Regions from separate parts of the Mus musculus genome. Here region 1 is linked to region 2. The links are chromatin contacts, called in public HiChIP or PLAC-seq maps. All regions are on one chromosome and are shown on one strand. The core of a region is the stretch at or near the end of the contact, and the rest is flanking DNA. Distances in the headings are between cores, read along the strand shown.

Region 1 (4,234 bases), core at 8-2,507, 230 kb before region 2:
TCTGGGCACACGTGTTGTTTAATAACTTATCAACAATACAAATCCCCCAAACCTGACAGTCTCCATTTGAATATAAGCCCGTGTGATCACAGGCTGTCTCACCTACAGCCCTGGCTTGTGGCTCTGTGTTCGAAGCCTCAAAGGCACCTGTCAGGACTCACTGACTTGGCAAATAAGAGTCACCTTGGGAGGCAGATACCTGGTACTGCAGGAAACTCAAGGTGTCCTCTGTCAGCAGCAGCTGGTATGCCTCTTGGATAGACAGTGGGAGGTCTTGGTAGAAGAGCTGAATCGAACCCTGGAAGTGGACCAAGAGCTTAGCTGTGTACCCTTCCTGCAGTGCCCAAGCCAGTCACCTTCTTGGCTCTGACCCTTTCCCCACACACTCAAGCATCACTGCATGACCAGGACAAACAATGAGAGGATTAGAACTCCCGCTGTCCAGTGGTATCCTCTTCTGTTCTCAAAGTCCACACATAACTTCACTGAAAACATAATTCTGAATTCCTCCTGGTCCACCAAACCGTATCCTTCCCATTCCATTAGTCGGGACCCCTTTCCCCACGCCTCCAGGACCCCACTTACACACTCCAGCAGATACAAAGCCTCTTCGGGGTGAAGTCGCTGCCGTCCTTCCTCTGAGTAGCCCATGGTCTGCCAGAATTTCCCCTGTGCGGCAGCAGACCAAGTGTCACAAAGCAGCTAAGCGGACAGAGGAAGGGGGTCCCCCAGCCGCGGAGATGCCCGGGCCGCTCACCGCAGGAGACGTCAACTCCACAAAGCCCTCTTCTGGTTTCCACTCCGCGGCCACCAAGCTGCCCCTGGCGAGGAGTGGGGAAGGGGCGTCTCGGTCTGCACGGGCAGTCCCCGGCCTCCGCCCACCCGGCCTGACCCGGCCCGGCCCAGCCCCTCTCACAGGCGCTCCACGCGCTCCTCCGCCAGCAGCTGCCACAGCTCTTGGCGACACAGGCGCAGCCGCTCCGCCTGGGCCTCCGAGCCGTCCGGGAGGAAGTCCTTGGGGCCATGCGACCGCTGTGGTAGCTTCTGGGACCGCGAGCGCGCGGCGCGGAGCTCCGAGGCGCTGGGGAGAGCCGGGAACACGTGATCAGCACAGAGGCCACCCCGCTCGCTCCCGGGTCCCACGCACCCCACGCCATCCCCCGGGCCGGGTAGCACCTGAGCACACGCCCCGCGGGAACCTCCACCGACCCGGGTTCGGGTTCGGGCTCCATCGGGCCGCTGTCTGCGGCTGCGCGCGCACCGCGAAGCCCCGCCCACCCCGGCATTCCGCGCGGTCCTAGCGCCTTCGACCCGCTCGCTCCTCGGGATCATAAAGCCACCCTCGAGCCTCGCGCCTTCCTACCTGCCCCGTGTGTGTCCTAACACCTGTCGGCACACGTGTACCCCGGGCCGCGGGACCCAGCTCGATGTGCAGGTTTCCAGATGTGCAAAAACTCACCTATTCCGTTTCCAGCGCTTCTGGGGGCTCCTCCCTTCTTTAGTATAACTTTACCTGGCTACTGGATGTAGCATGGATAATCAAATATGTTACTCTCATCTCTGCAGCCCTGAATGTCTTTGTGTCCTACCACCAGCAGGAAAGAGATGCGTAGAGAGAGGAGAGCAGTGAGCCCCCAGACACCAGCTTTGCAAACTGGAGGCCATATGGGAATGTTAGGAGTGGACCAAAGACTTATGGAGTTCCTTCACGGTGGGCCAAAAAAAAAAAATCTCTTCTTAGGGGCTCTGAAGCAGGGTTCAAAGGCCAGGGGTGGAGGCGCTGTCCGGCTCACACTGGTGCTGAATCGCCACCCCAGACTCCGAAAGCACCTCCTCGAGGCTGGGGTCCCCGCCGTGACATCCTGAGTCGCACTGACGCTCACCACTAGGTGGCACCGTTGCTCCAGCCAGCAGCTATAGGTCTCTGAGTGTGGACGAAGGTCGCTGCGGGCAACCCGGGAAAGGATGGGGCAAAGAGGAAGTGATCCCCACCCCTAGTGGGGGGGGGGGGTCCTCAGGTTCAACTGCCAAAACATCCTATTTTCTCTCCTATACATTCACACTTCACCTTTTGATCTAGACCAGAACCCAGTTCTCTCGGGATCCCCGGACAGGACACAGCAGCACGAAACCTCATCCACCCCGCCTCTCACCCGCCACTTTGCACCCCTAAGCAGCTTCACCTGCGCGCATGCGCTGATCCAACCAGTGGCTCGGCTCTGGACTGGCTGGCGGGGGCGGGGCCTAGTGAAGATGGGGCGGGGACCAGGGTGTTGATTGACAATCCAACTGTGCGGCCAGGACGGTCCCCGGCTCCCGATCCGGCGGGAGGGAGGGGGGAGGGGCGGGATTTCCTGCGGGAGGCGCCGAGCCGGCCTTGGAAAGGAGGAGAAAGGGGTTGCGGGGGACAGTGAGAACCAGAGTCCAGAGTGCCTGAGACTGAGCACAGCCAGCCGGACCCCCGGCGGGGCGGCCGGGAGAGGTGAGACTGCCGGGTCCCGGGCCAGGGGTCAGGACCCTTGAGAGCAGACGCAAACTAACTTTTCTTGTCTGATCGGCGGGCTCCTCCATCTCTCTGCTCCTTCCGCCTTCCTCGAGCCCCCCTTTTCGTTCTCCTCTATCTATTCCTCGGACGCTTGACTCTCCGGGTCCCTCTTGCCGCTTTGTTCCCGGGGTCGGCCTTATCTGGGCTTGGCTGCGGGGAGCTGCGCCGCGCTAGAGGGGCATTCCAAGGGGAGGGGGAGCCAGCCGACCCCAGGCACTGCCAGGAGCACTCTCTCCCAGTGCGGGTCGCGGGCTTTGAGGGGGAGTGCCCTCCGGCTTGGGCTTGGAACTTCTGAGGAATGAGTGGTTCCCCACCTGGGCCCCCAGGCCTGCACGAGTCTCTTGCCACAAGATTCTGGCAACAAAATCACCGCCACTGAGGAACTGACTTAAGGGTTTGTGCGGGAAGTCGAGTTGGGGTTTCAGGTTCAGGCTTGGGAGGTAGTTGGCCAGCCTGTCCAAGCTCTCTGTCCTGGATCTCTACCCAGCTGCTCTCTCCCACCACAGACGCAGTGAGAAAGGATTAGCAACAGGTGCTGTAGATCTCTCCGATCCAACAGGTAGATCTCCCCCAGAAAGTGAGGGACATAAGCACCCAGTCCACCCTCTAGGGACCTGGTAGTGAGGAGTGTGCTGCAGACACCTTGGACAGGGAGTGACCCCTACCATCTGCCCGTGCCACTCTCCCAGGCCCTACCTCCCGGCCCCGCCTGTTGTCTGTGGGTGTCAGAGCCTGGGGCTGTGGAGAATGGGCTGCTGGCCCTGCCTACACCAGTGTCTCCTGCTGCCAGGGCCCCTCCTGCCCAAGGTTGAGGTGCTGCCCAGTGCCATGGGGCATAGGCAACCCAGCCTTTCCCTCCTTGAATGCTGCCCCTCTCTTCTTTGCGAGATATATTTCTCTCAAGTACAGAAACTTCCTCCCCTCCGTTAGTGGCTTAGACTCACTCCAAGGCTCCTTGGGCATCTAGGGTGATTTGGGACTCCCTAGAGGTTCTATCTTGCTCATCTTCTCTGTCCCGGTTCCTGGCTGTAACCCAGCTTTTCATTGGATGACGTGTATCTTTTCCAGACCCTCAGGACTTGTCCCTGGCTGCTGCCTCACGCCAGAGGGAATGCTGACTGCTCTCTGGGTGGGCACTGGTGCTTCTGCGCTAACCCAGGAAGATTGGCGGGCCCAGTCCCAGCCCATTCCAGGGCTGTCGGAAGCTGCAAGCTGATCTCAGGCCAGATTTCCACACAGCCTCCACCCCACCAGGGACCGGCTTTCCTGCCTGTGGTGGCAGCTCCCAGAGCACCTTGAGGGAACTATATCTCTGCCTGACAAGAAGCCCATTGCCTGAGACACCAGACTTGTTCCCCCAGGACCAGGAGTCCTCCAAAGCATTGAGGCATGGCGAACTGACACTTGACTGGGCCGGTCCCTTGCTTCTTCCTGGACCTTGAAGTCCCAGAGCCTGACCCGGTAATCAGAATGGGTCGTGAACAGGACCTTATCCTTGCCGTCAAGAATGGAGACGTGACCTGCGTGCAGAAACTGGTGGCTAAAGTGAAGGCTGCAAAAACAAGTGAGTCCTTGGTGGGGTGGCCATCCAGCTGAGGTCCTTCTCTGAGTACTGAGGGCCACAGAGAGAGGCCGGGGTGAGGGGGAGGTGGCAGGGGGCTCACTTTGATTTGCAGACTTGAGGAAGAA
Region 2 (4,359 bases), core at 1,258-3,757:
GCCATCCCCTTCACTTGCCACACCTTCTCTTCCAGCTTTTAGCCAGGCTGCTGAAGAGCAAGAACCCAGATGACCTGCAAGAGGCCAACAGACTCATCAAGTCCATGGTGAAGGAAGTGAGTGGTCCTGGGCCTCTGGGTGGAGGCACAGACGTTCTCCCCCAGAGATCTAGGTGCCTCTTACTCACCCGGCACCAGACCTGAGCTGCAGGAGTTTAGGAGGAGCCTGGTGTTTCCCATGGGAGGAAGCATAGAGGAGTGCTGGGTGGCTGTGTTAGTGGAAGTGGGAGGAGTCACTCTAAAACAGCTTGGGGTGAGTCTGAGGCCTGCAGTCCTAGGAAACACTCTAAGCTGTGCTCTGGGGCTTGGCCTCTGCCCTTGTGCAGTTGGGTGAGGAATGAACCCTGCCTGGTTGTTGAAAGACAAGCTAAGTGACCTTGCTTTTTACTGCACCCTCTTGGCTGAGGCAGGATGAGGCTCGCATCCAGAAAGTGACCAAGCGTCTACACACACTGGAGGAGGTTAACAACAATGTCAAGCTGCTCCACGAGATGCTGCTTCACTACAGCCAAGAGTACTCGTCAGACGCCGACAAGGAGCTCATGAAGGTAAGCTGCTGTGAGCTGAGCTCGCTGCTGAGACCGCTCCGCCCCAGTGGGGTCCTGTCTGGGCGAGGACATGCCTGCTTTTTGTGGGCTTGTTCACTACAGCCGGTGAGTGAAGGGCAGTGTCTGTTTTATACAGCGGACACTCCTGGTGCAGTACTGTCTGTGACTCAGATACAGTACCCTGATAATGTGCTCCATGCTCACGCCTTTAAGCTTTGGGGACACCTGCCCCTGGTGTTGACATTGTAGCTTAGGCTGTGGCTTCTGAGACACACATCTTTTTCCCCCTTTTATTTATTTTTCTGTCATACATTACATACCTACTACAATTTCTCCTCCTCCAGTCTCTCCCCCTTTACTCCCTCCCACCTTTTTCCAGACCTGCCCTCCTCTTAGAAAAGAACAGTCCTCCCTCCTGGGCACATGAATGGAATATGCTATAACAAGCTATAGTAAGACCAGGCACACATTCTCACATCAAGGCTAGACCAGGAGGCAAAGCATTCCAAAGGCACCAGATGACTCAGGGACAGCCTGTGCTCCCACTGTTAGCACCCTACAAGAACACCAAGCTATACAACCGTAACATACATGCAGTGCTCAGACACATATAGGCTCACCATCACAAGAACATGGCCCACAGAATCATCTGAGGCACATTTTACCTAACAGTTGGTACAGATGACTTGGGCAGTGTCTTTTGGTAGATATTGAAGACACAAAGATGCATGCTCCTCTCCCACCCCTGTCAGTTTCTCTGTGGTCTATTGGGGAGTCCTACCGTTTTCTGGGCATAAATGTTAAATCAGATGATGTCTTAGTCAGGGTTTCTATTCCTGCACAAACATCATGACCAAGATGCAAGTTGGGGAGGAAAGGGTTTATTCAGCTTACACTTCCATGCTGCTGTTTATCACCAAAGGAAGTCAGGACTGGAACTCAAACAGGTCAGGAAGCAGGAGCTGATGCAGAGGCCATGGAGGGATGTTCTTTACTGGCTTGCTTCACCTGGCTTGCTCAGCCTGCTTTCTTATAGAACCAAGACTACCAGCCCTGAGATGGTCCCACCCACAAGGGCCTTTCCCCCTTGATCACTAATTGAGAAAATGCCTTACAGTTGGATCTCATGGAGGCATTTCCTCAACTGAAGCTCCTTTCTCTGTGGTAACTCCAGCTGTGTCAAGTTGACACAAAACTAACCAGTACAGATGACTTCTGAGAACCTCTTTCGTTGTGGTTTTTATATCTGGGTCTCTCAGGAGCTCTTTGATCGTTGTGAGAATAAGAGGCGGACGCTGTTTAAACTAGCCAGCGAGACAGAGGACAATGACAACAGTTTGGGTGAGTGTGAAAGGATGAGTCAAAACTTTAGCTGTGTGAGAGTTGTCACAGCCCACACAGTGAGGGATCTCTTCTACTGTAGGGGACATCCTGCAGGCCAGTGACAACCTGTCCAGGGTCATCAACTCTTACAAAACTATTATTGAAGGGCAGATCGTCAATGGTGAGGTGACCACCTCAACCATGCCTGACTCTGAAGGTAAATATTCTGATTTCTATTCTGCAACCCTCCAGAGCAGCCATGTGCCCTGACCACTGAGCCCCAAATGGCAATGCTTAGGGAATTCCTGAGGGGATACCGAGCCATTTCAAGTAGCCATTCCCAGAGGCCAGGAGGTGTGCATGGAGACTTCCTTCCTTGCTTTCTCAAGCCTGGTTTTCAGTGTTCCTGGAGAAATGCCACTAGGTTGAGCCACAAGATAGAACAGCTATGCCCGGGTCCTGCCTCTTGCGGCATGGACACAGATTCTCCCTGAATGCTCTTGTTCCTCTTCTGTCGACCCATCTAGGAAACAGTCACTGTGGTAACCAAGGCGCCCTCATTGACCTTGCTGAGTTGGACGCCCCCAGCAACTCGTCTCCGGCATTGGCCCCACCCACCTCAGGCATCCCCATCCTCCCTCCACCCCCCCAAACCTCCGGGCCTCCACGAAGCCGTTCATCCAGCCAGGCTGAGGCTCCCCCAGGGTCTGACAGCACGAACAATGCCCTCTCCTTGCTGGATGAGGAGCTCCTCTGCTTAGGTACGCCCAAGCGTGGCACTGGGGAAGGAAGGCCTAAGGGTTGGTGTGCTTAGATAACTCTCTGGCGGCCGACAGGACCACTTTCCAAGGGAGTGCAAGGTAAACATGGCAGGCTCTGGCACAGCTCATCTCCTCTCGTCCTAGGAGGCCCTTCAGTCATGCATGAAGGGCAAATGCATTTTCTTCCAGTCTAGCTGCAGGGGAACTCTTGGCTTACAAGGACTGGCTCTTGCCTTGTCACCTGACCGTTATTGGGGGATTGGAGGGCGCAGGAGCTCAGCTCATTGACTTTTCTTTTGTGTTCTTAGGCCTTACTGACCCCGCCCCCACTGCTCCCAAAGAGTCACCTGGAAGTAGTCAGTGGCACCTGTTCCAGGTAGAGGCACCATAACAGCAGCATCACTCAAGTGATGCCCAAGGACCACAAGGCACCCACCCTTCCTTCTTAGGCTCTGGCTGGCTACACTTTGCTAGAACCAGAGCTTATGTATTCTCTAGAGGGTTCTGTGGGTCACAATGGGTACCTCAGAAGGCCCGGTGGGTGATGGCCTCGTCCCTTCTGGGTCTCTGCTCACTTGATATTTCTGTTGTACAGAATGAACCACCATCAGATCTGGACTTCTTCAGTCCCAGGCCAGTGCCTGCGGCCTCCTGCCCCTCAGATGGACCCCAGCTCCCTCCCCCAGTTTCTACCTCAAGTATGTCCCAAGCTCCACTGCCTGCTGCCTTCCCAGCTCCTGTGGTCCCAGCCAGTGCACCAACCCACAGCACTGGCTCCTTCATGTTCTCTTCTGGACCTGCCCCAGCCTTGGCTCCAAAGGCTGAGCCCAAAGGTCCAGAATACCCCAGCTCCAGCACCTCGCACCGCCTAGATGCCCTTGATCAGCTTCTGGAAGAGGCCAAAGTGTAAGGGATAGAAGAGGGTGGCTGAGCGTGGGGTGTCGTATATATAGGACCAAAGGGAGGCTTCATAGGATGGGGGATGTGGATCCTTTTTGGTACTGTGAGTCAGGCTGGAAGCTAGTGGCCTGAGGTAGCTAGACACTGGCTTTGGTTGAGGGGTTGCCTAGCATTCTAACCATCTTTCTGACTTGCCTTCCTTGGCCCCAGAACCTCAGGCTTGGTGAAACCTGTTTCTTGCTTCTCTCCTGGGCCCACTGCCTCCCCGCTGCTGCCTGCCTCTGCCCCAGCCAGACCTCTCCTGCCCTTCTCCACTGGGCCCGGAAGCCCTCTCTTCCAGTCCCAAGGCAGCCCTCAGAAAGGCCCAGAGCTCTCCTTGGCCAGTGTCCATGTGCCCCTGGAATCGATCAAGCCTAGTAAGTGCTGAGGACAGGCGCTCAGCCTCAGCTGTGGTGTTGGTAGGGTGTGATCAGTGGATTCTTTCCATACAAAAGTCCCTGACTGACTGTTAAGGGTCCGCTTGCCTGCAGTCTCACATCTTTTCTAAAGATTGTATTTTTATTATTTATGATTGTTTGTGTGCCTTGGTGTATGCATGTGCTTGACGTGTGCCCACAGAGGTCAGAGGGTTTCAGGCTTCCTGAAACTGGAGTTACAGGCAGTGGTGAGCCGACCGACATGGGTTCTGGGAACCTAGATCCTCTGCAAGAATGATAAGTGTTCCTAACCACTGTCCCATCATCCCTGTAGCCCTCTCAGCTCCTTACA

Evidence for each region. HiChIP or PLAC-seq counts read pairs in DNA pulled down with a chosen protein or histone mark.
Region 1: a contact with region 2 is called in an H3K4me3 HiChIP or PLAC-seq map of embryonic stem cells, with 40 read pairs. The contact joins the promoter of Tsen54 here to the enhancer-like site in region 2. A contact is called at or near these places in 6 of 39 promoter capture datasets (the HPC-7 cell line, embryonic stem cells, hematopoietic stem and progenitor cells and 2 more), 1 of 15 datasets of contacts at CTCF or cohesin (CD8 T cells), 3 of 484 Hi-C or Micro-C datasets (bone marrow-derived macrophages, embryonic stem cells and group 2 innate lymphoid cells), 19 of 115 datasets of contacts at active chromatin or transcription factors (T-cell acute lymphoblastic leukemia, bone marrow-derived macrophages, craniofacial prominence and 10 more) and 5 of 9 other capture datasets (adipose tissue, embryonic stem cells, liver and 2 more).

The regions. Positions count from the first base shown.
Region 1 is chr11:115,811,762-115,815,995 of GRCm38.p6, reverse strand. Tsen54 (tRNA splicing endonuclease subunit 54) reads right to left here and starts at 1,257. Exons shown (of 11, transcript NM_029557.1): 1 at 1,177-1,257; 2 at 917-1,081; 3 at 758-821; 4 at 586-669; 5 at 200-298. The coding sequence starts at 1,232. Caskin2 (CASK-interacting protein 2) reads left to right here and starts at 2,404. Exons shown (of 20, transcript NM_080643.2): 1 at 2,404-2,482; 2 at 3,614-4,109. The coding sequence starts at 4,016.
Region 2 is chr11:115,586,644-115,591,002 of GRCm38.p6, reverse strand. Gga3 (golgi associated, gamma adaptin ear containing, ARF binding protein 3) reads left to right here. Exons shown (of 17, transcript NM_173048.3): 7 at 36-116; 8 at 470-607; 9 at 1,867-1,948; 10 at 2,031-2,147; 11 at 2,458-2,691; 12 at 3,000-3,067; 13 at 3,287-3,597; 14 at 3,802-4,007. Among named protein-coding and RNA genes, the nearest start is that of Gga3, 15 kb to the left of the region's middle. Within about 2 kb of position 2,507, at least 5 of the 459 cell types and tissues checked have an H3K27ac peak or open chromatin away from gene starts, as enhancers often do. A contact at or near this core is called in embryonic stem cells, where this site is marked.